5 separate regions of the Mus musculus genome follow, and regions 1, 3, 4 and 5 are each linked to region 2. The links are chromatin contacts, called in public Hi-C, HiChIP or PLAC-seq and promoter capture Hi-C maps. All regions are on one chromosome and are shown on one strand. The core of a region is the stretch at or near the end of the contact, and the rest is flanking DNA. Distances in the headings are between cores, read along the strand shown. Region 1 overlaps Zcchc14 (zinc finger, CCHC domain containing 14). Region 2 holds the start of Mthfsd (methenyltetrahydrofolate synthetase domain containing). Region 3 holds the start of Gse1 (genetic suppressor element 1, coiled-coil protein). Region 4 holds the start of Cibar2 (CBY1 interacting BAR domain containing 2). Region 5 holds the start of Gins2 (GINS complex subunit 2 (Psf2 homolog)).

The links. Promoter capture Hi-C pulls out the DNA fragments that hold promoters and counts their contacts. A called contact is a pair of places that touch in the nucleus more often than the background predicts. HiChIP or PLAC-seq counts read pairs in DNA pulled down with a chosen protein or histone mark.
Region 1: a promoter capture Hi-C map of neural stem cells shows a contact between it and region 2. The contact joins the enhancer-like site here to the promoter of Mthfsd in region 2. A contact is called at or near these places in 4 of 39 promoter capture datasets (the 3T3-L1 cell line, cranial neural crest, hippocampal neurons and 1 more), 1 of 15 datasets of contacts at CTCF or cohesin (the NIH/3T3 cell line), 6 of 115 datasets of contacts at active chromatin or transcription factors (craniofacial prominence, embryonic limb bud, forebrain and 3 more) and 3 of 9 other capture datasets (adipose tissue, embryonic stem cells and liver).
Region 3: a Hi-C map of CD4 T cells shows a contact between it and region 2, with 2.7 times the contacts expected there. The contact joins the promoter of Gse1 here to the promoter of Mthfsd in region 2.
Region 4: an H3K4me3 HiChIP or PLAC-seq map of forebrain shows a contact between it and region 2, with 5 times the contacts expected there. The contact joins the promoter of Cibar2 here to the promoter of Mthfsd in region 2. A contact is called at or near these places in 1 of 39 promoter capture datasets (pre-B cells), 6 of 484 Hi-C or Micro-C datasets (the G1E-ER4 cell line, cortical neurons and embryonic stem cells) and 2 of 115 datasets of contacts at active chromatin or transcription factors (embryonic stem cells and forebrain).
Region 5: a contact with region 2 is called in a Hi-C map of CD8 T cells, with 2.8 times the contacts expected there. The contact joins the promoter of Gins2 here to the promoter of Mthfsd in region 2. A contact is called at or near these places in 1 of 39 promoter capture datasets (pre-B cells) and 3 of 484 Hi-C or Micro-C datasets (CD4 T cells, CD8 T cells and the N1E-115 cell line).

What each region holds. Positions count from the first base shown.
Region 1 is chr8:121,629,630-121,633,507 of GRCm38.p6, reverse strand. The region is part of intron 1 of Zcchc14 (zinc finger, CCHC domain containing 14); the gene reads left to right. Among named protein-coding and RNA genes, the nearest start is that of Zcchc14, 20 kb to the left of the region's middle. Within about 2 kb of position 1,592, at least 94 of the 459 cell types and tissues checked have an H3K27ac peak or open chromatin away from gene starts, as enhancers often do. A contact at or near this core is called in the NIH/3T3 cell line, adipose tissue, liver and 2 more, where this site is marked.
Region 2 is chr8:121,105,717-121,110,069 of GRCm38.p6, reverse strand. It overlaps Mthfsd (methenyltetrahydrofolate synthetase domain containing), which reads left to right and starts at 1,733. Exons shown (of 9, transcript NM_001372381.1): 1 at 1,733-1,782; 2 at 3,097-3,200. The coding sequence starts at 1,767.
Region 3 is chr8:120,535,180-120,539,203 of GRCm38.p6, reverse strand. Gse1 (genetic suppressor element 1, coiled-coil protein) reads right to left here and starts at 1,795. Exons shown (of 16, transcript NM_001145896.1): 1 at 1,642-1,795. The coding sequence starts at 1,648. It overlaps 1700016A09Rik (RIKEN cDNA 1700016A09 gene), which reads left to right and starts at 1,478. Exons shown (of 1, transcript NR_151732.1): 1 at 1,478-2,312. It overlaps Mir7687 (microRNA 7687), which reads right to left and starts at 508; the gene lies at 450-508.
Region 4 is chr8:120,175,922-120,179,803 of GRCm38.p6, reverse strand. Cibar2 (CBY1 interacting BAR domain containing 2) reads left to right here and starts at 2,335. Exons shown (of 9, transcript NM_001033980.2): 1 at 2,335-2,490. The coding sequence starts at 2,471.
Region 5 is chr8:120,586,687-120,590,618 of GRCm38.p6, reverse strand. Gins2 (GINS complex subunit 2 (Psf2 homolog)) reads left to right here and starts at 1,544. Exons shown (of 5, transcript NM_178856.1): 1 at 1,544-1,693; 2 at 1,780-1,894. The coding sequence starts at 1,604. Gm10614 (a long non-coding RNA gene) reads right to left here and starts at 1,442. Exons shown (of 4, transcript XR_003947476.1): 1 at 565-1,442.

The DNA.
Region 1 (3,878 bases), core at 343-2,842, 520 kb before region 2:
AAGCAAGCAAGCCCTGTCTCAAATAAATAAATAAATAAATAAATAGATAGGTAGAGAGAAAGAAAGAGGTGTCTAAAATTTAAATTTCTAAAGATTATATTCCTGATGATGAATATTAAAGTGAGTTTACAGCAGCTTTCAGGAAGCCCGTGTGAGGTTTTCCACAGGACAGACAATCTGAGGAAAACCTTTTCAACATTGTCCTTATCCAAGGATAATGGATAATTAGCTGTCGGGATGGGACCAACATTGGCCATGAAACCACATGACCCCCATGACTTACCTGGAAGGGATACATGTCCATTTGGGCTGATTGTCCACATGGCCTGGGGTTTCTGCTCATGTCCCTCCTTATAGGGCAGGCCTTTGGTCTGACCCAGGCATAATCCTTTATTTTGAAATGTCACAGTATCAGAAATGCAGAATTTTAGGGTCTACCTTAGACCTGAGTCATGGTCCTGGGATCAAGTATAGGCCTTGCATGTTCTAGGTGAGGCTCTTGAGTGCACTGGGGATACTCTGCCCCTTTTTACTTGTTGAGACAGGCTGTAACTAAGTCACCAAGACTGGTCTTGCACTTAGTCTCTATCTTGAACTGGCCCTGAGCCAGCCATCCTCTTGTAGTCTCCTGATTATCTGAAGCTACATGCCTGTGCCCCGAGGTGAGACCTAAAGGTCTTCACATACTAGGCCTGGACACACCACTCTTATCTACATACCTAGAAGGCGTGCATCAAGACCTGGGCTCTGCTGCTTGGGACCAGGCACCTAAACTGCACTCCAGCAAGGCACTCCTGAACGGGCAGCGGCACTGGAGGTCACATGAGCTTTCCTGTGGCCCTCAGGAGGGAGGAGGATGTCCTGGTCTTGGAGCAGGTGCTGAGCATCAGATCTGCCTGTAGCCATGGCCTGTTGGCACCCAAGCAGAGCAGCTGAGATCCTAGTGATGCCAGCCGGGCAAGATGGGGAGTACAGAGCACCACCTGAAAATCAGTGCCACTGGGGCCATAGGAACTCAGGCTGTAGCTGAATGTCCTACAGATGCCTGCCTAGTGTCTAAATGGAAGGCATTGTTGTGTTAGCAGCGGATCCCTCAATGAACAACAGCCCATAGAGATGAGGCACTGAATGTGTGTCTGCTGGGCTGCGGTGAGGAGTAGGGCTAAGTAAATGGGCTGAGGTGCCTGCCTGGGCTGGTGGTTTTAGCCATGATGATGAAAGGGCAGTTAGCCAGGCAGCAGAACCTCTGACCATTCCGTGAGAGTAAAGGAAGGTGCTTTGCTCGGAGAGGATTTGAACTAACAGGAAGATCTGGGGAAGGGGGTACCTTGGCTTAGTCTCCAGGCCTTGCACAGGATGGGAGGGGGACATGTGCACATGGGGCCATTGAAACTCTGAAGTGAGTCAGAGAGCATCTGAGTCAAACTGCCGGCCGGTCATGTGGATAAATTAACCTCACCAAAAATAACCTAAAACAGCGTTTCTGAGACTTGCAGTTGAAGACAGCGTCCAGTGTAAACAGAAGAGCAAGAGGTGAGAGGAGGAAGGCCAGCCAGCCAGACGGCAGACTGACAGGCGCGCTTGGCCTGGAGTCATCACTTTTAAAGCATTTTTTCCCTGCCTGTGTTTTCATCAGGCTGCTCACAGCTTTGCCCTGACCTAGACCTGGCCAGTTGCTGGCCTGGGGACAGCAGCCTCAGCTCTGGGCTGACTCTACATGGACACAGGAAGTGCTTCCTGTTGTTGTCCCCAGGGGGCATGCTGATGCTTTGTGAAGTGGTCCTGATCTCAGCCTGGGTCTCAGTAGCGGGTCCCACACCAGGACAAGCCCCTGTTGTCGCACACCCCTACCCTGTCTTCATCTGTAGGCTTGGGGTAGGGAGCTGGGTTTGCTTGTGGCTCTCTGGTGATAGGGGTGCTGGTCTCCTGTGACTGTCAGCACACCCCTGGCCTCCTCTTGGAACCAGGATGTAGGGTCAGGAGCTGTGGGAGTCAAGCAACCATGATGGGCTGTTGCTGGCTCATGGCCATGTACTGAAAAGCTGTACCTGAGCTGCTCACACAGTGGGATATGAAACTTGTCTCCTGAAAAGGGTGTGTCTTGTCTGCAGCTGTGTCACCCAGGCTGGTTTGGAATTCAAGGCCCTTCCGTTCTGACTTCCAGGTGCCAGGGATCATGGGCATATGTGAAATAGTAGCTTTATAAACTTAAGTGCTCTCTGATGTCTTCTTTAACTTTATTTAGTATCATGTGTGCACATGGTGTGGGTACATCTCTGTCCTAACAGTATGCATGTGGGAGGCAGAAGGCAGCCCTGGGGAGGAGGTCCTCCTATCTTCTTACTTCGTTTTCAGGGATTGAACTCAGAGTTGTAAGTCAAATGTCTTTATTCACTGAGCCATTTTGCCCAGCCCTCTTTACTGACTTCTTTCCCTCCTTGCTTGCCTACCCGCCCGCCTTCCTGAGACGGAATTTCATACAGCCCAGCTTGGCATTGAACTTACTATATAACCAAGGGGAACTCTGAATCTTGATCTCTCTGTCTCTACCTCCTGGGTGCTAGGATTGCAGGTTTGCTCCACCCTGCCTCTGTTTTATGGAGTGTTGGGCATCAGACCTAGGATGTCGTGTGTGCTCGGTAAGCACTGCCAACACTCCCAGGCCCAACTTAAACTTCCTGGTAACTTCTTGGTGAAGCTGGCCATCGTGAGCTGCCTTTGTAAAGTGAGTGAGCGAGCGACTGGGATTTCTTTTCTTGAGTTTAGTTGGAGTTCACAGAGACAGACTGGCGGGTGGCACGTTGCTCATAGGCATCTGTGGTGCTCCACGGAACACCGGGATGCAGAGTGAGCCTTTTGTGGTGGTGGTGGTGTTGTTGTTGTCGTCGTCAGGATAGGGTCTCTTTATATAGCCCTGCCTGGCCTGGAACTCACAAAGGAGGTCAGACTGGCCTCTGTTTCCCAAGTACTGAGATTAAAGGCATACCCTCCATGCCTGGTCAAGAGTAAGCCTTCTTGACCCAGTTTAGCTAGGTTTCTTTTTTTCTTTTTTTTTTCTCTCCAAGACAGGGTTTCTCTGTGTAGTCCTGGCTGTCCTGGAACTCACTCTGTAGACCAGGCTGGCCTCGAACTCAGAAATCCACCTGCCTCTGCCTCCCGATTGCTGGGATCAAAGGCGTGCGCCACCACTGCCTGGCTTTAGCTAGATTTCTACTGAGTGGCTCTGACATTGGGCGGCAGCCTGTGCCTTCATTAGTCACGTACCTCAATCTACCTCAGCCGCAGGCCTCTGGGCCTGCCATCTGTCACCGCTAGGCAGGTGACAGTGGGAAACCCTGGGCAAAGGGCTAGGAGTTGAGGGGCAGTGTATCCCAGCTGCCCACTGCTTGGGTTCAAGGCTCTGGCTCAGGAGAAACTGCTAGCTCCCCAGCCTAGTGCCCCGTGGCACACACAGCAGCCGCTCAGTCGTGGAACCTATACACCTTTGCCAAGATTTCAAACCTTGAGCCTTTTCCTCACATTAGAAAATTTGAGATCTTAAAACTGAATGAAAGCATTGCTATTTTTAAATTTTACATCTAGTCTATTTGTGCTGTGAAATTTTTCCAATACTGAAGGTGGGGGTCGGGGGGTGACTGAGGATACTGCAGTCCCTCTCCTTCCCCAGGGCCAGTCAGCTGACCAGGGCGTGTGGGCCCAGTTCCATGTGTACACAGGAGACTCATCAACTTACACCCAGAAGAGACGGGATGCTCTGTCCCAGTCCAGCTGTGGTGTCCCACAATGTGTGCCCAGGGTCCCTGTCTATGGATAATGAAGTTTTGAGTGTCAGTTCTCTTCCTGTGTATAAGCTTTGATGTATGAGTCCTACTGTGTGT
Region 2 (4,353 bases), core at 484-2,983:
TCCATGCAGAAGGTGCTGTGAAAAGTCCAGATCCCAGTCCTTTCTCTGAGGACAATCTGACAGTAATGATAATTCTAGGAATCAGAGGACACCGGACAGGACACTGCTCCATGATTCAGTCAGAGGCATTTGGAGTTAGAAAGGGCTCAGTCAGTAAAATGCTTGCCTTGTCAGAGGCACCCATGTTAAAGTTTAAAAATAAAAATCTGGGTATGTCAGTGTGCACTTGAAAATCTAGCAAAGACAGGCTGATTCCTGGCAGTGGGTCAGAAAACAAGCTGGGTGGCTCTTGAGGGTGTCACCAGCTTCTTCACACCTGCACACATAGGAAGCATGACTCCAAAACACACACACACACACACACACACACACACACACACACACACACGCAAGAACATGCAAGCTGAGGTGCGGTGACACTGGGCTGTACTCCTAGCACATGGGAGTTTGGGAGGTTGAGGCAGGAGGATTGTGAGTTCAAGGTCAGGACAGAGTACAACCCTGTCTCAAAACACCTAAAGGAACAGGAAGAGACAGAAGAAAGGAAGAAATGAGGGAGGAAGAGGAAGAGAAAAAGGAAGCTGGGGTTGGGGAAGGGCAGGAAAGGCAAACATTAGCCAGGCATGGTGGCTCACAACTTCACAGCCCTTGGGAGAAGAGACAAGTGGGTCTGTGGTTTCAAGGCCAGCCAGGGCTGCATAGTCAGACCCTGTCTCAAAAAAAAAAAAAAAAAAAGTGTACTAATCATTTTGGTGATTAGTGGGCAGGAAGGACTGAGTGCTAACAATCTCTAACCAACCGGGGAATCCGTGAAGATGGCACCCATGACGCCACCTTTCTCAGGTACAGGGCAGTTCAGGGAAGCCTTGTCTGTTCAAGGTGCAAAGGCAAAGCTGCAAAACAGACACTAGCTGCCCTTACATCCCCCAATCAGACAATAGCTGCCCTCACATCCCCCAATCAGAGGCTAGGATGTGTGGAGCTGAGTGGCCAGTGCAGACTTGTACATCCTTAGCCCAACAGATGCTCCAAATGCACAGTATGCTGACTACAAGCATTGGGAACACACACACACACACACACACACACACACACACAAAATCGACCAAGCTGTCCCTGACTTACAACCCTCTTCATTTCAGGAGTGCCTTTCCTTTATAAACAGTCTTTATTTTTATGTCTAACCACGTGTTCCTGGTACAATTCATGGTACAGAAAAGAAAGTTGGAAACCCTAGATCCACTCCTATAAACAGGTTTCCTTGTTAACCTTGAATTTCAAGGGATGTTTCTATAGGTACTATACATACTCGCACACACACACACAGAGCTTGTGAAGCTCAAAAGACAACTTTCGGGAGTCATTTTTCTCCTTTTACCCTGTGTGGGTCCTGAGAATCGAACTCAAGTTGTCAGGCTTAGCAACAAGCGCCTTTATCTCGCTGAACCATCTCGTCCGCCCTAGAGTGTTATATGTTCCATACGGTATAAATGTATGCGTGTTGTGTGCGTGTGTGTCTCGGGAAATCCTGGGCATCCGCGTTGCAAGGCAGTTCCAGCGGTGACCTCTGGTCCTCTAATGCGTCGGTGCTACTACTGCAGGGAACCCCAAACCCAGAACGGGAGTCCGCCCACTGCACCAACCGCGCGTGCGCGAACCTTGCGGGTCACTAGCTTCAGTGCGCAGGTGCAGCACGAAGCGCTGGCGTCTGGCGTCACTAGCGCGCGGGGACATGCTACGGGGCGTCGCTCGGTGACGTGTTAGCCATGGAGACCCAGGAGGGTGAGGAAGACCGAGGGTGATGGGGAAACCGAGGCTGGGACGGCGCGGTTGTTCCCGTGGTCCGCATGCGTGGGGGAGGACGCGGCTCGGCCTGGTACGGCTGGGACGCCGAGGCTGGCAGCCGGGAGGGAGGATCAGTCCCATCCTCGCCTTGCTTGGCTGGACAGGTTTTAGCCAGCCAGGCTGGGGAGGTCGCGCAGCGGCGGCGAGCACTCGCCCAGCAGGCACCCGGCCCGCGCTGCAAAGCGTTCTCGACAAGTGCACCGGCCGCGAAAGTAGGGAAGGCAACCATTGCTGGTCAGTGGGGTCTGCTGGTGCAAACGCTGTGATACCAGCAGGAGAGAGAGGGAGGAAGGGAGAGAGAGGAGAGAAGTGAAAGAGGAGAGCGAGCGGGAGAGGAAGGGAGGGAGGTGGAGAAGAGAGGAGGGAGAAAGGCCCAGCAAGCCTATGCGGTGACTCACAAGTCCAGTTCCACGGGAAGGGACCCAGTGCCCTCCCGCACCTGCATGCACACCCCGCCGGTTCGGTTGCTGGCGGTGCACATATACAATAAATACATCTTTGTGCTTTGTTTTGTTTTGTTTTCTTCGAGTCAGGGTTCCTCTGTGTAATCCTGGCTGCCCTAGAATTCACTCTGTATTTCAGGCTGGCCTCAAAATTTAGAGATTTAGAGCGCCTCTGCCTCCCAAGAGCTCGGATTAAAGGCTTGCACCAGCTATAAATATCAAGGAAGACAAATGTACTTTCTATACGCCTGCCTTGTGAGGTTTGTAAGGTCATTTGTAAGATTTAACAGTTTAAAGGACATGTTGGGAGTGTGGCTCAGTGATAGTGTTCTTGCTTAGCACACTTAAAGCCCCAGGTGTGACCCACTGGATCACTAACTAGTTCAAAAGATGACCTTCTAGCCAGACCTGGTGGCACACCCGTAACCTCACTATTTGGGGGCTGAAGGAAGAGCACTTAAAGGTTCAAGCCCCATTTTGATCAGAGAGACACCCTGCCTCAAAAAGGTGTGTAGCTCACTCGTAGAGAGCTTGCCTGGGATGCAGGAACCCCTAGCACTGCCGAGGAAAGACTACAGATTGATTTACAGTTGGTTTCAGTGTGTTCCAGCTTCCTAGCAGAAATGAAGGTGCTTCTCTCAACTGGCCAGGGAGCTCGAGGGAAAACTAATACTTTTGGTTATCTTAAGCTGGTCTGACTCGGTCGCAAATTCCTATGCAAGTGGTGTCACAGTGGCAGGTATAGATGTGCCCACGTGCATTATGGGATTGCTTCTTAGCAGTACGTCACAGTCCTTCCTTCTTGTAGGTGTCTCCAAACAAAGCATACGTGAACGGATTTGGGACTACATGGAATCCCATGATATAGCTGACTTTCCCCGACCCGTTCATCACAGGATCCCCAACTTCAAGGTACAGAAGTGTCCCTGGCATTGTTAGAAAGGGATTAGGCTATTTGTGCCAGTGACATAGCTCCACTGCTTTCTGGTGGGACGGATTTGGGGGGCACAGTGTGCGGAGGCAGAGTCCAGAGGGCCTGGAGGACACGTGGTGTTTGGACGGGTCCTACTCCCTTACCCCTTAGGCCATGGTCTCTGCACTGTGGCAGCTCCTGGTGCTTTTCACGGAGCTGGCCTCCCTCAGCCACTTAAGGGGGGCTTGTGAAGCCCACAGAGGGAAGCCCAGCCTTTAGTACCAGCCCTGGGCCTCAGTGTCCTAACTGTTCAAAACATAAGTCAACCCAACTATTGCTGATAGTTTGCATGGAAAATAGCTTGCCTGAAAGAGGCAGTGTAAGCCAGGTGCTGGCTCAGAGGCACCTGGCAGGTGGAGGCAGGGGGTCAGGAGTTTGAGGTCATTCACAGCTACACTGTGAATTGGAGGCCTGACTGGGCTGCAGAAAACTCTGTCTCAGAGGGGGGGTGGTGTTTGAAAAAAACCTGAAGTGCTTTGTCAAGACATACCAAGGCCCTCGTGTGCTTAAAACCAGGTATCCACCAGCACTCTGTGTTGCCAGGACTTTCTTCCTACACTGGCCTCGCTCTGGTCCTGACCGAGTGTGCTGCAGACTGTATAGCCCCTAGAGGCCATCATTCCAAGTAGTTTTGTTTCTGTGATCTGTGGGAAACGGATGGAGTGCAGGAAAGAGGGTACAGGAAGCACAGGGCCAGCTCCTGGTCTCGGGACTGAGTCAGACAAATCAAGGCCTTCGGGGCATCCTTGTCCTTACACAAGCTCCGTTCTTTGTGGAAATCCCGCAGACTCTGCCCTTGGGATTTGGGCTCTCTTCAGAGTTTTCTTCACGTAAGAACTGAGTTCTGGGTTAGCCCCTTCCTACCCTGGGCTCTTTCTGTCTCCTTGGGGGAATCTGGGCGGATGCTGGGCTGTGATGCCCAGGCCAGACCTGGCCCGTCCGTGTCTTCACAGTGACACACAGTCACGTCTACACAGGGTGCTGCTCAGGCTGCGGGGCACCTCCCACACCTGCAAGCTTTCCATGTGGCCAGAACCATTAAAGTCAACCCGGACGCTCCTCAGAGAAACGCCCGCTTCCTGGTGCTGGAGG
Region 3 (4,024 bases), core at 546-3,045, 570 kb after region 2:
GGGCCTGATCTGGCCTCTCTGCCTTCCCGGTTCGGAACCTGCCCTAAGGCAGGCACAACAGAGCCCAAAGCCAGGACAGGCCTCCCACCTCCTTTCCGAAGGCGTGGCTGACCCCGGGTCTCTGGCTGGCTGCTCACCAGCGCCCCCTCCCCCCAAGCCTCCTCCGCTCCAGCTGCCAAACCAGGCGACAAAAGCCAACCTTGTACCAAGCCATCAAGGCGCACACACACACACACACACACACACACACACACACACACACACCCCAGGAGGTGGTCAGGCGTGACCCGGTGGCTGTGAGAAGTGTTGAGCAAGCGGCTTCGGCACAGCGAGCCCCATCGAGGGAGGCTGCCAGCAACCCTGTTCCGGTCCACCCGGTGGGGCGTGACACCCAGCATAGCAGATGACACACGCTGCCAGTCGGAGCCTGTGCCCCGGCCCCCCTCACCTGTGGCGGGGCGACTGAGTGGCTGAGTCAGACACAGCCTGCGCCTCAGGTTCCCCGCCTGCGGGTGGGGGCGGCTGTAAACACAGGCTAAGCAACACTTAAGTAGCCAAGCTTAAGTAACACGGACGCCCAGGGAAGGCTGCTCGCCAGGGGGGCCTTGTCTTCCTCGGGAAGAGGGGGTAAACCAGTCTCAGACTGAGACACTGCCAAGCGGCCAGCCAAGACCTCCTGCCTCTTTGTCCCCCAGTGCTGGGAATCGGCTTAGGCCCGATGCTCCCTCCTAGAGCGAGGCTGCGCCTTTTGTTCCGGTCCTCTTTACAAAAGGATCTTGTATTTTGGTTTGTTTTTTTCCCCCCTTCCATTTGGTGGTCTCGCTTGTTTTCAAACCCCAACCTGTGTGGGCCCCAACCGCGACAGATAAGGCACCGCAGGGGTCTAGTAAGGGTTTAGAGTGCTTTAAATGCATGGAAGACAAAGGCTGGTTTGCACCAAACCGACCCAACTCGAGCTGGCACCCCCACCACGGGTGGCAGGTGCGCGGGGGCGCCCCTTGCTCGCTCCCGGCTCCGATGCCCAGACCTGCGGCCCCAAGCCTGCTCCTCGCAGTCCTATTCGGCCCCCGCCACCTCCCGGCGCTCGGAGAGGCGGGCAGCGGGGAGGGCAGCCCAGCTCCCGCTCCGCCTCCAAGAAGGGAATTTAATTAGCCTGCCGGAGAGGCGGCGGGCGACGAGGTGTCTCTGGTGCTGCAATATAATTGAATCGGCTCCACTCGGGCGGGCCACTCGCCGTCAGCGCGGCCGCGGGGGGCGGGGAGGCGCATCCAGGCGGAGCGGGAAGGGCTGGGCGGGGGGTTCGGAGGCCCCTTGGACTGCCACCCCAGGTAAAGCACCCCCCCCCCCATCCAACCACCTGCCTGGGCGCCCCCGCCCCATCCAAAGTTTTGCTACAACCCCGAGCCCCGGAGCCGCCCCCGCGCACTTCCCCGCGCACTTCCGCGGCAGCAGAGCCGGCTGAGCCCAGCGCGCGCGCGCGCAGCCGCGAGTGTGGCTTCAGGTCGGCCGCGCGCCCCGCGCTTCTCGTCCCTCACACCCGCGGGACCTGGCACCGGCCGTTGGCGCCCCTCCCGAGCCCACAAACTTGGGGAGAGGAAGAACGAGGGAACCCCCGCCACCATCCCCCACCCGCGCGCTCACCTTTCATGCCAGGGCCCCGCTGCTCCACCGCTCCTGACACATGCCGGAGCCACCGTCGCCCGGGTTTGTCTGAACTGCTTATCTCACCCGGGGCTGTGCGGCGGCGGCTCCGCCGCTCGGGGAGGTGGAGCTTCCGGGGCCTGGGCCAAGAAACACCTGCTGCTGTCGCCGCTGAGGACACACCCAAGCGCAACGCCGCCCACTCCCCGGCCCCGGCTCGCTCCCGGCGCCCTGACCTCAGCCGGCGGGAGGTGTCGGGTTTCAGCCGCAAGCGCACGCGCGCGCACCGACAGACCGCCCGGAGCACCCAGCGCGGTCACAACCCGCCGGGTAGGTGCCGCCCCCCGCGCTCCTGGCGACCCTGGCTGTCCGGACAGTCCAGGGGGATCTCTCAGAGGCCTCGCGGGCCACTCATCTCCAAGAGTAGGGAGGAGTGGCTTACAACACGCCTGCCATATCCGAGCCTCATAGCCGCCTCCCCAAGCGCCTGGAACAGTGCCTGGCACCTGGCCACCCACTAAGAGAGGGGAGGGATAGGCCTTTCCTTGTGCTGAGTGGAGGGGACCACACAATATAGGCCGTTGGCCTCTCTCGATCTCCAAGATGCCTGATCTATTACCACAACTTTAAAGGACTTAATGTTAAGAGCTCGGGCCACGAGCCTCTGTCCCAAAGTTTTGCAAAGTCTCCATCTCGCTTTAAGGAATTTTTGAGAAGGCCAAACGGCGGGGGCTCTAGTTCTTTAAAGAGCCCATGTTCGAGAAGTCCACGGAGGCGCCGCTGCGCCAGGGGCATCATTAAGTAGCTGGGGTTGCGGTCAGAGGCGAGGCCGCCGCCTCCAGAAACTGGCACAACCCACCGCGCCACCGGCCCCAGCGCACCGCCTTCCCACTCTTGGCACCCCCACCCACCCTACCTCACCCAGGCACTTCACGGGGATGACTCAGGGAGCGTCCTGAAATTCCTCGGCACCCACAGGCGGCGCGGAGAGGGACTGTGGGCCCCAGCGTCCCCGCCCACAACGCGACCGATCCCTAGAAACACCCCCTTCCCGCCACCCGGGAAGCGCGAGGTTACAGCGCGAGCCAGGCAGCCGGGGACCCTCGGCCGGACCCAGCGCGCAGAGAGCAGCCATCGAGGTGGCAAGGTCGTCGCGAGGTCCCGGGGTCTCCCCCGCCCGGCCTTTCTACACAGCTCTCTTAATGATCCTCCACTTTCAGACTTTCAAGCCCGGAGGCCACCGCACCGGGGGGGTTGGGGGGGGAACCTCAGCGCCGCTGCGGGTCTCAACTTTCCACCGCGGTGCCAGCCCCAAACCTGCCCCGGGACATGCCCGCGCAGTGCTCCGCAGGCGCGCGCTGCCTCCCCCGCCTTCCTCCCTCCCGCGCCAGCCGGGACAGCGCCGGGAGCGAGCGCGGGCGCCAGCACCCCCCGTCCATCTGTTCCCGATGACGCCGGCGGCGGGCAGCGCTCGGGGCCCGCGCCAGCAGAAGCCGCCGATGCCGCGGGGCGGGGGCGCACGCCGGGCCAGTCTTGCACAAGCCCCTGGCCGACCACAAACGACAAGGGAAACGGGCGGGCGAGGGAGGGCGGAGTTGCTGCTCCTACCTGCGGCCACCGGGTCCCTGGCCCCACACACGCGCTGCGCGGCCTTTGGTCCACGCGTTAGTTCGCGTCGCCCGGGGCAGCGTGGCCTCCGCAAGTTTACGACGCTGGAGACCAGGAGGATGCGCCGGGCTCCCCAGGAGTGGGGGCGGGGAGAGGCGCCTTTACCCGTCGGGAATCGCACGCGGGAGGGGGGAGGGGGGACAGGGAGGTGTCAGGAGAAACAACTGGCCTCGAGCCGTAAAAACAAAATGAAAAACCTCCCGGGCTGGTCCAACCCCTTTCCCACCTGGATTACTGGCTTGGGGGGGTGGGGAGGGGACAACATGTAAATGAGCAGCTCGCACCTGGCCGCGCTGCCTGCGGGCCAGGTTCCCCAGGTAACAACACCAGGCTCTTCCTCCAAATCTTGTCGCACCTTTCTCCCTAGGGTATCTAGAAGGCCAAGTTCAGTCACCTGTTTGGTGAGAACTAGGCAGGCCATCCTATAAATTTGTGGGTGACCACTATGAGCTACCACCTGTTTTGCTTTTTTTTTTTTTTTTAAGAAGCTGGCTGCTCTCCCCCACCCCACCCCAATACAAGGCAGCTCCGCTGAAACCGTACCCCCAACCGGGGTTTCAAATGAGGTACCTGCCCAGAAAGTAGTCAAGGTTGCAAGCCTGCAGGTGAGCCAGGCATCCTCCCCCAGCTTCTCAAACCAGGAGTCTGGTCTCCATCCAGCCCCAGACTGTCCAAGGTAGCAAGAGGGTGACAGACACCCACGATGGCCACAGGG
Region 4 (3,882 bases), core at 1,086-3,585, 930 kb after region 2:
ACCCAGGAGCAAGAGGGGGACACCTGGACTGCCATGTGACATGCCCCCGGGACTGGAGGGAAAACTTCCTACAGATATGACAGGATCCCATGTAACACACATGACTGTGAGCATGGCGAATGCCAGATGGTAGCTGGGCTCCTTTCTTGGGTGGGGAGTGACCAGGATGTGTGTCCTTGCCTTCCTGAGATATAAGCTGGGCCTCATGCTATGTGTACCTGACCCACATGGCTCAGCAAGATGTGCATCTATTGTGAGAAGGGAGAGAGAGTGACAGACAGACAGACAGACAGACAGACAGACAGACAGACAGTGACAGAGAGAGAGACAGAGGGAGACAGAGAGAGGCAGAGACAGACACAGATAAAGACAGAGAAACAAGGAGAAACACGGAGACACAGAGAAAGACAGGAAAGGGACTACAGAGAACCAGACAAGGACAGAGAATATGCGCCCTCCAGTGGCCACCCTGGACAATGCGGGTTGGTGACTCTCCAGTCGGCCAACCTCCACTCTGACCCCCATGTCTTAGTTCTGCATAGCCCGAGACAGTTTTCATTTTTTCAAATTCATAAGGTTTCCAAGGATTCCAAGAGAGCCAATGACGAGACCTCGCACAGTCTGTCCTCCACACCTATGCCATACCTGTGTCTCCAGTCTCCTGTGTCCCCTCTGCAATCCCGCCACCCTAAGCAGGAGGACTGGAGTGTGGTCTCTGTCGCCCTCTGGTGGTCACAGGCTATAGTACAGGGCAGACAGGGACGAAGCTGATTAACTGGAATAGCTGGGGTCTGGAGGAAACCGATTCCTTAAGATAGAGAAGACCCCAGACAGACTGAGGCAGGGATGTAGTCGTCCACCACTGGCTATCAGAGGTGGGATTCAGTCACCTCTGCATTCCAGAAGCTGGCCATATTCTTGGGGCATTGGCATCCCTCACCCACAGACAGAAAAGCCACAGTCCGTCAATGGGTACAGGAGGCGGATTCTCTGCAGATTGGAACAGCAGCCTCTGAATGAGCCCCATCTCCCATGCCGGAGTGACTCATCTGCTCAGCCTGTCTGCTGAGACCCCGTTTCCAGTAAGGCGATGCTCTGAGACCCAGGGTGGACATGTACTTTGGGGAGACACTTTTCAATTCAGCTAACACCTCAGAAGGGAGGGATTACGGACCAGGAGACACAGAGCATCATTCAGAGAGAAAAATCACAGGACTGGCACAGCCCCGGTAGGAGTTCAGGGCCATGGCTGCCCCTAAACAGAGGGCACAGTACCGTAAAGGACACACAGAGATTTGTGTTGTCTGGGGAAACCTGTCCCTGCCCCCCAAAAGGGGAGCATAACACATGTGCCACAGAGACCCAGCACTCAGGTGTGCTCTGAGGGCTCGCTGGACAGGGGACCCGGCTCCCAGTGCCCAGCCCACCTATCTCCTCATCCCTGCCGCAGGGGCTCCAGTTCCTATTGGGCGATTGTCTAGGAGACTAGAGAGACCAGGGCTTTGCTTTCAGGCCACACAGCAGAGCTGAGGCGTGGGGTTTGAATCTGAAGCAGCTGACCGTAATGTTTCTGCCTTACTAAGTGTTTAAAACAAATCCCAGCATGATGGAGCTGGGACGCACACAAAAAAACGACCCAGTGTGACAGGCGTCCCGTGGAACTATCAATATCTTGCCTTGGGTTCTCTGCCTCCACCACCAGGCCTGCTTTGCACCTTAAGTGAAAAGGGGAGTGGGGCGGGGCGAGTGGGGCGGGGCGGGGCGGGCGGGGCGGGGCGGGGGCTGTGACCCGCAGACCTCTCAACGTGTTAGTGCTCTGACGCTGGAGTCACCTTCCCCAAGTCTAACAGTGGGAGTCGCATACTCTGGGAAGCCCAGGACTGCCTGATTCGCTAGGCACTCCTCTGAGCTGCTGCCTGTCCCCCCGCACCCCCCCCCCCCGCACTCCTTTGGTTCACCTTCTCCGCTTCCCTTTACCGTCTACTCCCCCCACCCTCAGTGACACTGGCTCCCACGCCCCGCCCACCGGGCCTTCTGCCTTGAGGGTGGAGGAGACTCTACACAGCAGGGTCCAGGGTGAAGTCCCAGGCAAGCTCCCTTCGGGGATCTCCCTGTCCGTTCCTGGTGGTTACAAGCACTTTGAACCCCCAAGAACACCATATTCAAAGGCATGTGGAGGTTCTGTGTCCCACTTCCAATTCATTTCAGAGAGTGGTTAAGCCCCAAGGCAAAGCTGGCCCTCCTCACCCCGCAGGGGAGGCCCTGGTTGCCCAGCAACCAGCTGGGCTCCTCCCAGGGCTTGCCTGGGGATGGCCCGTTGCCTGGCAACCAGGCAGCAGAGTCCCTTGAGCTTAGCCAGACCACACAGCTGGGCCCAGTACTAGCTGCCTTCTCTCTGACTAGGGGACCCCTGGGGCCCTGTCCTTATCCTCCCCAAGATCCTGGCAGCAGGTGCCTCTCTCTGTCCACAATGAACGTCGTCCTCTCCAGGTGAGCAGCCTGCGCTGCTGGGAGGGGTATGCAGGTGGGATCCTCACGTTCTGCCACATCGGGGAGGAGGGCAGGTGAGCCCCCTGCCATCCCTTCTCAAAGTGGAGGGAGGGCTTGAAGCATAGAGGTTACCAGAATGCGATCTGTCGGCCTCACCTGTGCTGCGTGAAGAGCAAGTGTAGCCACTCTCTGGTCTGTTCCCTGCTTTTGCTTGCCCCCTAGGAACCCCTCCAAAAACCCAGGCCCCAGACCTTGACACTGCTCCCTCTAATGGCCCCAGACTCCCTGTCACCTGCCCTCCCTGATTGCCTTTGAGTCTCCCTAGGACTCAGACTTCCAGTGTCCTGGATGCACCCAGAATGCTCTTTAAAAGCTGGCTTCCAGCCTTACCCACGGGGCCTGCTTGCCTGTCTAACTGTGTATGAGTGACAGCCATCCTGGAGTCTGGCCTGCTGTATGCCCTTGGGCGGGATGCTTTGCATCTCTGGGCTTTTGTTTACTTGATTAAAAAAAAAATGTCAATAGCAACCTCTTCTAGGGAAGTGTGAGCGGAGCATTTGCAAACTACAAAGTTGAAGCTCATTAGCAGGCGTGAGACAGTGCTCCTTATGGGGTCTGCCAAGTGGCCACCACTAGAGGCCACAAGAGGGGCTTGGGTTCTAGAGAAGGGAGGGCAGCAAGGGACAGGAAAGACCTGGGGCTGAGGGGAGGGGACTGTGACAGGACGCCTCAGGAGCCTCCTGTACCCTTATGAAGACTGAGCACACAGGTTGTCACTAACGCTGGCTGTGGGCAGGATGCGGGGTGTGGGAGGCGGCATGAGCCCTGGAGGTGTGTCAGAGAAGGCAAGCGTGTGGCATGCGGTGGTCAGTGGTCTGCAAAGAGCTCTGTGGAGGAGCCCAGGGCTGGTGGGAGGGAGAAGGGACCAGGCAGAGGAGTAAGGGTGATAGAGAGCCCAAGTACTCCGCAGGGAGCTTGATGGGGTCGGATGGCATCGTGTAGCATCCAGTGACAGCCATCACAGCTGTCCACAACTCCCTATCAGAGCATCCTTGGTACCAAATGGACTGCAAGATGCAAGACACTGGGAAGGGAGTATAAATTAAGTATAAATTTAATTATGAGTATAAATTAATTATGTATGTGTGTGTCTCTAACACTGTGCACACTGTGCAGAGGACAGAGGAAGACACTGGGTGTCCCCTCGATTGCTCTTGCTTATTTATTGAGACAGGATCTCTCACTGAATCAGGAGCTGGGCTGGCAGATAAAAACTCAGGCATCCTTCTGTCTCAGAGCCCCACAATGCTGGAGTTACAGGTGTATGTGGGGGCCACTCCTGACCTTTTGTCTTGTTTAAGATTGTGTGTGTGTGTGTGTGTGTGTGTGTGT
Region 5 (3,932 bases), core at 295-2,794, 520 kb after region 2:
CAGGGGAGGCAAGCCAGTAAGGAACATCCCTTCATGGCCTCTGCATCAGCTCCTGCTTCCTGACCTGCTTGAGTTCCAGTCCTGACTTCCTTGGTGATGAACAGCAGCATGGAAGTGTAAGCCGAATAAACCCTTTCCTCCCCAACTTGCTTCTTGGCCATGATGTTTGTGCAGGAATAGAAACCCTGACTAAGACAGGGGGTAACCCCTCTATTAGAGTACGCCCCTATCCTTGCATATCTTTATTTTTGAGATAGGAAATGCTGAGTGACTCAGGCTGTCCCTAGCTGGTGATCCTTCTTGCTTCCACCTATGGAATACTAAGATTACACCTCACCTCAGCGCCCAGTGGTGAGGGTTTCACACTCAGATCCAGCCCCTCTTGTCCTTACCAGTTGTAGGTGACCTATTCCTCCCCAGGAGCTACCCTGGTCTGCTGGCACCCTGCCAGAGTCACCCTGATTATAATGCCTATTAATAGTTCAGCTGTCCTCACAAGACTCCTGATTCAAAATGCCCCTGTGGGGCCATATTAATGCAAGGACTCTAGGGCTGTTGGCTTACCAAGGCACTCTGTACAGAAGGCTTGAGGGCATCAGGCTCCAGGGTATAGCTCAGTGGAAGAGGCTGTGCTTATCATTTTTGAGGACCGGGGTTCCATCTTCACAATTGCAATAACAACAATAATAAAAGAATGATAATACGTGTGCAAACTTGTCCCTGTAGTCTCACCTGAGGTTTGGTTTGCCAAAGTTCTGATTCTGGGCTCTGTCTCGAAGGATCTGCATGGAGCAGATAGGGGAGGCGCATTTTCATTGCTTTTAAACCATCTGTAGAAAGGGCAAAGACTAAAATTAAAGGGAAAACACTTCCTTCGATATGGCGTCTGTGTGGACCAGCCAGCCATGTCCGGGGACCCGGAGCTGACTTTGAGATGAATGCGTTTATTCCTGGATCTGTGTTTCGCGCAGGTGAAAACTCGGCTCCAAACCTTTACCCTCAAAGAGTGGAATCAGGCGAGGGACTCAGCCTGCTGCAGGACGCAAAGGAGCAAGAAGCCATAAGTACACAGCCTCCAGCTCGTGGACAGAAGGGGGCGGGCGCAGGAGGGGCGAGGCCGAACGAAGGAGGGGCGGGAGCAAGAGGCGGGGCTGTACAGACCCGACCCAAACGAGGTAGGTGCGGGGCCGTGAGCGTGGTAGGCGGGCAAGAGGCGGAGTCGAGGCAGACCCGGAGACCAATGAAAAAAAGCGGACGGGCCAGAGGCGGGGCCTAGAGAGGGTAGTGACGTAGTAGGGCGGGGCCGTCAGGGCTGTAACTCGCTGGATCAGGATTCAGGAAGCGTGGAGCCCAAGTACTGGAAAGGGCATCGGTAGGCCTTAGAGGGGCGGGGCCGGCGTACAGCTCCGCCTACAGACCAATCCGCGAGTTTGTACTAGCTGTGACTTGGAGGCTGCGAAGAGAGCAACGTCTCTATAGGGCCGCCGCAGGACGTCTTCCGTTCGAGGGGCGGGCCCCGCGCGGTGGCGGGAAAGAAGTGCCTGAGGCGCTGCCTCTGAGTCGCGGAGGGGCGGTAACGGGCCTGGGCCGCCTACTCTTCAACATGGATGCGGCCGAGGTGGAGTTTTTGGCCGAAAAGGAGTTGGTGACTATCATCCCGAACTTCAGTCTGGACAAGATCTACCTGATCGGGGTGAGCCAGGGCGGTACGGGGCGGCGGCCTGGGATCATGCTCGGGTCACCGCTCCTTTCCACCTGGGGTCTGCGTTGTCCTTGCAGGGGGACCTGGGGCCCTTCAACCCCGGCTTACCCGTGGACGTGCCCCTGTGGCTGGCCATTAACCTGAAACAGAGACAGAAGTGCCGCCTGTTACCTCCGGAATGGATGGATGTGGGTGAGCATTCCCGGGCCCGGGTGGGCGGGCTTGTACGGGGAGGGGGCTGTAGTGATGGCGCACGCCTGTAGTCCCAGCACTCTTTAGAGGCGGTAGAGGCAGGAAGATCTCTGAGTTTGAAGCCAGCTTGGTCCACAGAGGGAGGTGCAGGACAAACAGCCAGGACTACACAGTGAAACCCTGTCTGGGGGTGGGGTGGTGTCCTAGTCAGGGTTTCTATTCCTGCACAAACATCATGACCAACAAGCAAGTTGGGGAGGAAACGGTTTATTTGGCTTACACTTCCATCACCAAGGAAGTCAGGACTGGAACTCAAGCAGGTCAGGAAGCAGGAGCTGATGCAGAGGCCATGGAGGGATGTTCTTGACTGGCTTGCCTCCCCTGGTTTGCTCAGCCTGCTCTCTTATAGAACCCAGGATTATCAGCCCAGAGATGGCACCACCCACAAGGGGCCTTTCCCCCTTGATCACTAATTGAGAAAATGCCTTACAGCTGGATCTCATGGAGGCATGTCCTCAAGGGAGGCTCCTTTCTCTGTGATAACTCCAGCTGTGTCAAGTTGACACAAAACTAGCCAGTACAGGTAGGGATTGGGGAACAGAGATGCAACCTTAAACAAGTTTTGTTTTTGTTTGTCTTTTTTTGTTTCTCTGTGTAGCCCTGGCTGTCCTGGAACTCACTCTGTAGACCAGGCTGGCCTCGAACTCAGAAATCCGCCTGCCTCTGCCTCCCAAGTGCTGGGATTAAAGGCGTGCGCCACCACTGTCTGGTGACTCTGATAGTCTTGAAACTGGGACCCCAGTTTCTGTGCCTTGAGGGGCATCTTTAGCACCCCTGTCCCCCAAAGCCTGAGTCCATTTCCCAGTGTCTGCTGGCCAGGGTTGGGGAGCAGGGGAACAGACTTCTATTGCCTTTGCTACATGGAGAGGAGCAGTCAGGAGTGCAGGAGGCCTCTCTGTCCTGGGATCTGAGGTCAACAGAATGCTGTCGTGTGCCATGCGGCTCTGTCTTCTGGAAATGTGTGGTTTGCAGTTGGCCTGTGGTCACGTGGCCATCACCTTGTTATCCTAGGTTTTCTCTTGCATGAGTATTCTGCATCTACTTACCCATCCTGTGAATGGGTATTTAGGTTACTGCCCATTTTGAAATATTTTTTTTTATTTTTGTACGTAAGGGTGTTGTATGTATGTATGCATGTACGCCACTTGGCGCACAGTGCCTTCAAAGGCCAGAAGAGGCTCTCTGGATCCCCTGGAACTGGGGTTACAGGTAGGTAGTTGCTGCCACATGAGTGCTGGGACCCAAATCCAGGCCCTCTGACAGAGATACAATTACTCTTAACGGCTGAGCCATCTCTCCAGCCCCGTTTCCCAGTCTTAAAAGTCATTATTGTGTCCGTGTGTCTGCACATGTGCCGTGTGTGGCGCAGGGGTGAGCAGAGGACAGCGTGTTAAAGAGTGGGGTTCTGGCCTTCCACAGTGTCTAGCTTCATCAGGCTTGGTGACAGTCACCTTTATCTATGGAGCCATCTCCCCAGTCCCCAGGTCACGTCTCATTTTGTACCGTTGTGTGAGCCTTTCTGTAGATCGGTGTTTCCCTTTGGTTGGTTGAGACGGGGCCTCATGCAGCCCAGGCTGCTGCCTGCTTGCTGCGTAGCTGACACAGGGCTTCACCTGATGACCCTCCTGCCTCCACTAGCCCTCTTGCTGGGTGACAGGTGTCTGCGCTCTGCCTCCTGGCTTGGTTTTCCTTAGGATAACCAACAGATACCTCCTGTTGGGGACCTGTTGGGCTAGAGGACAGATGATTCTTAAGTTATAAGCGGCTGCCAGACAGTCCTGCTGAGTGTTGAAAGGTCCGAATCCCACAGAACTGTCGAGGAGGTCACATTGTCCCACATCCTGGCCAGAGGTTTGGCCTTGCCGGTGGAGGGGCCTCACCTACGGAGCTCTGGACCCCGGCGCTGACAGGTCGTGGAGAATTGGCTTCAGGCATGAGTAGAAGGCAGGCAGCTAGGTCAGAAGAAAGTCCATAGGTA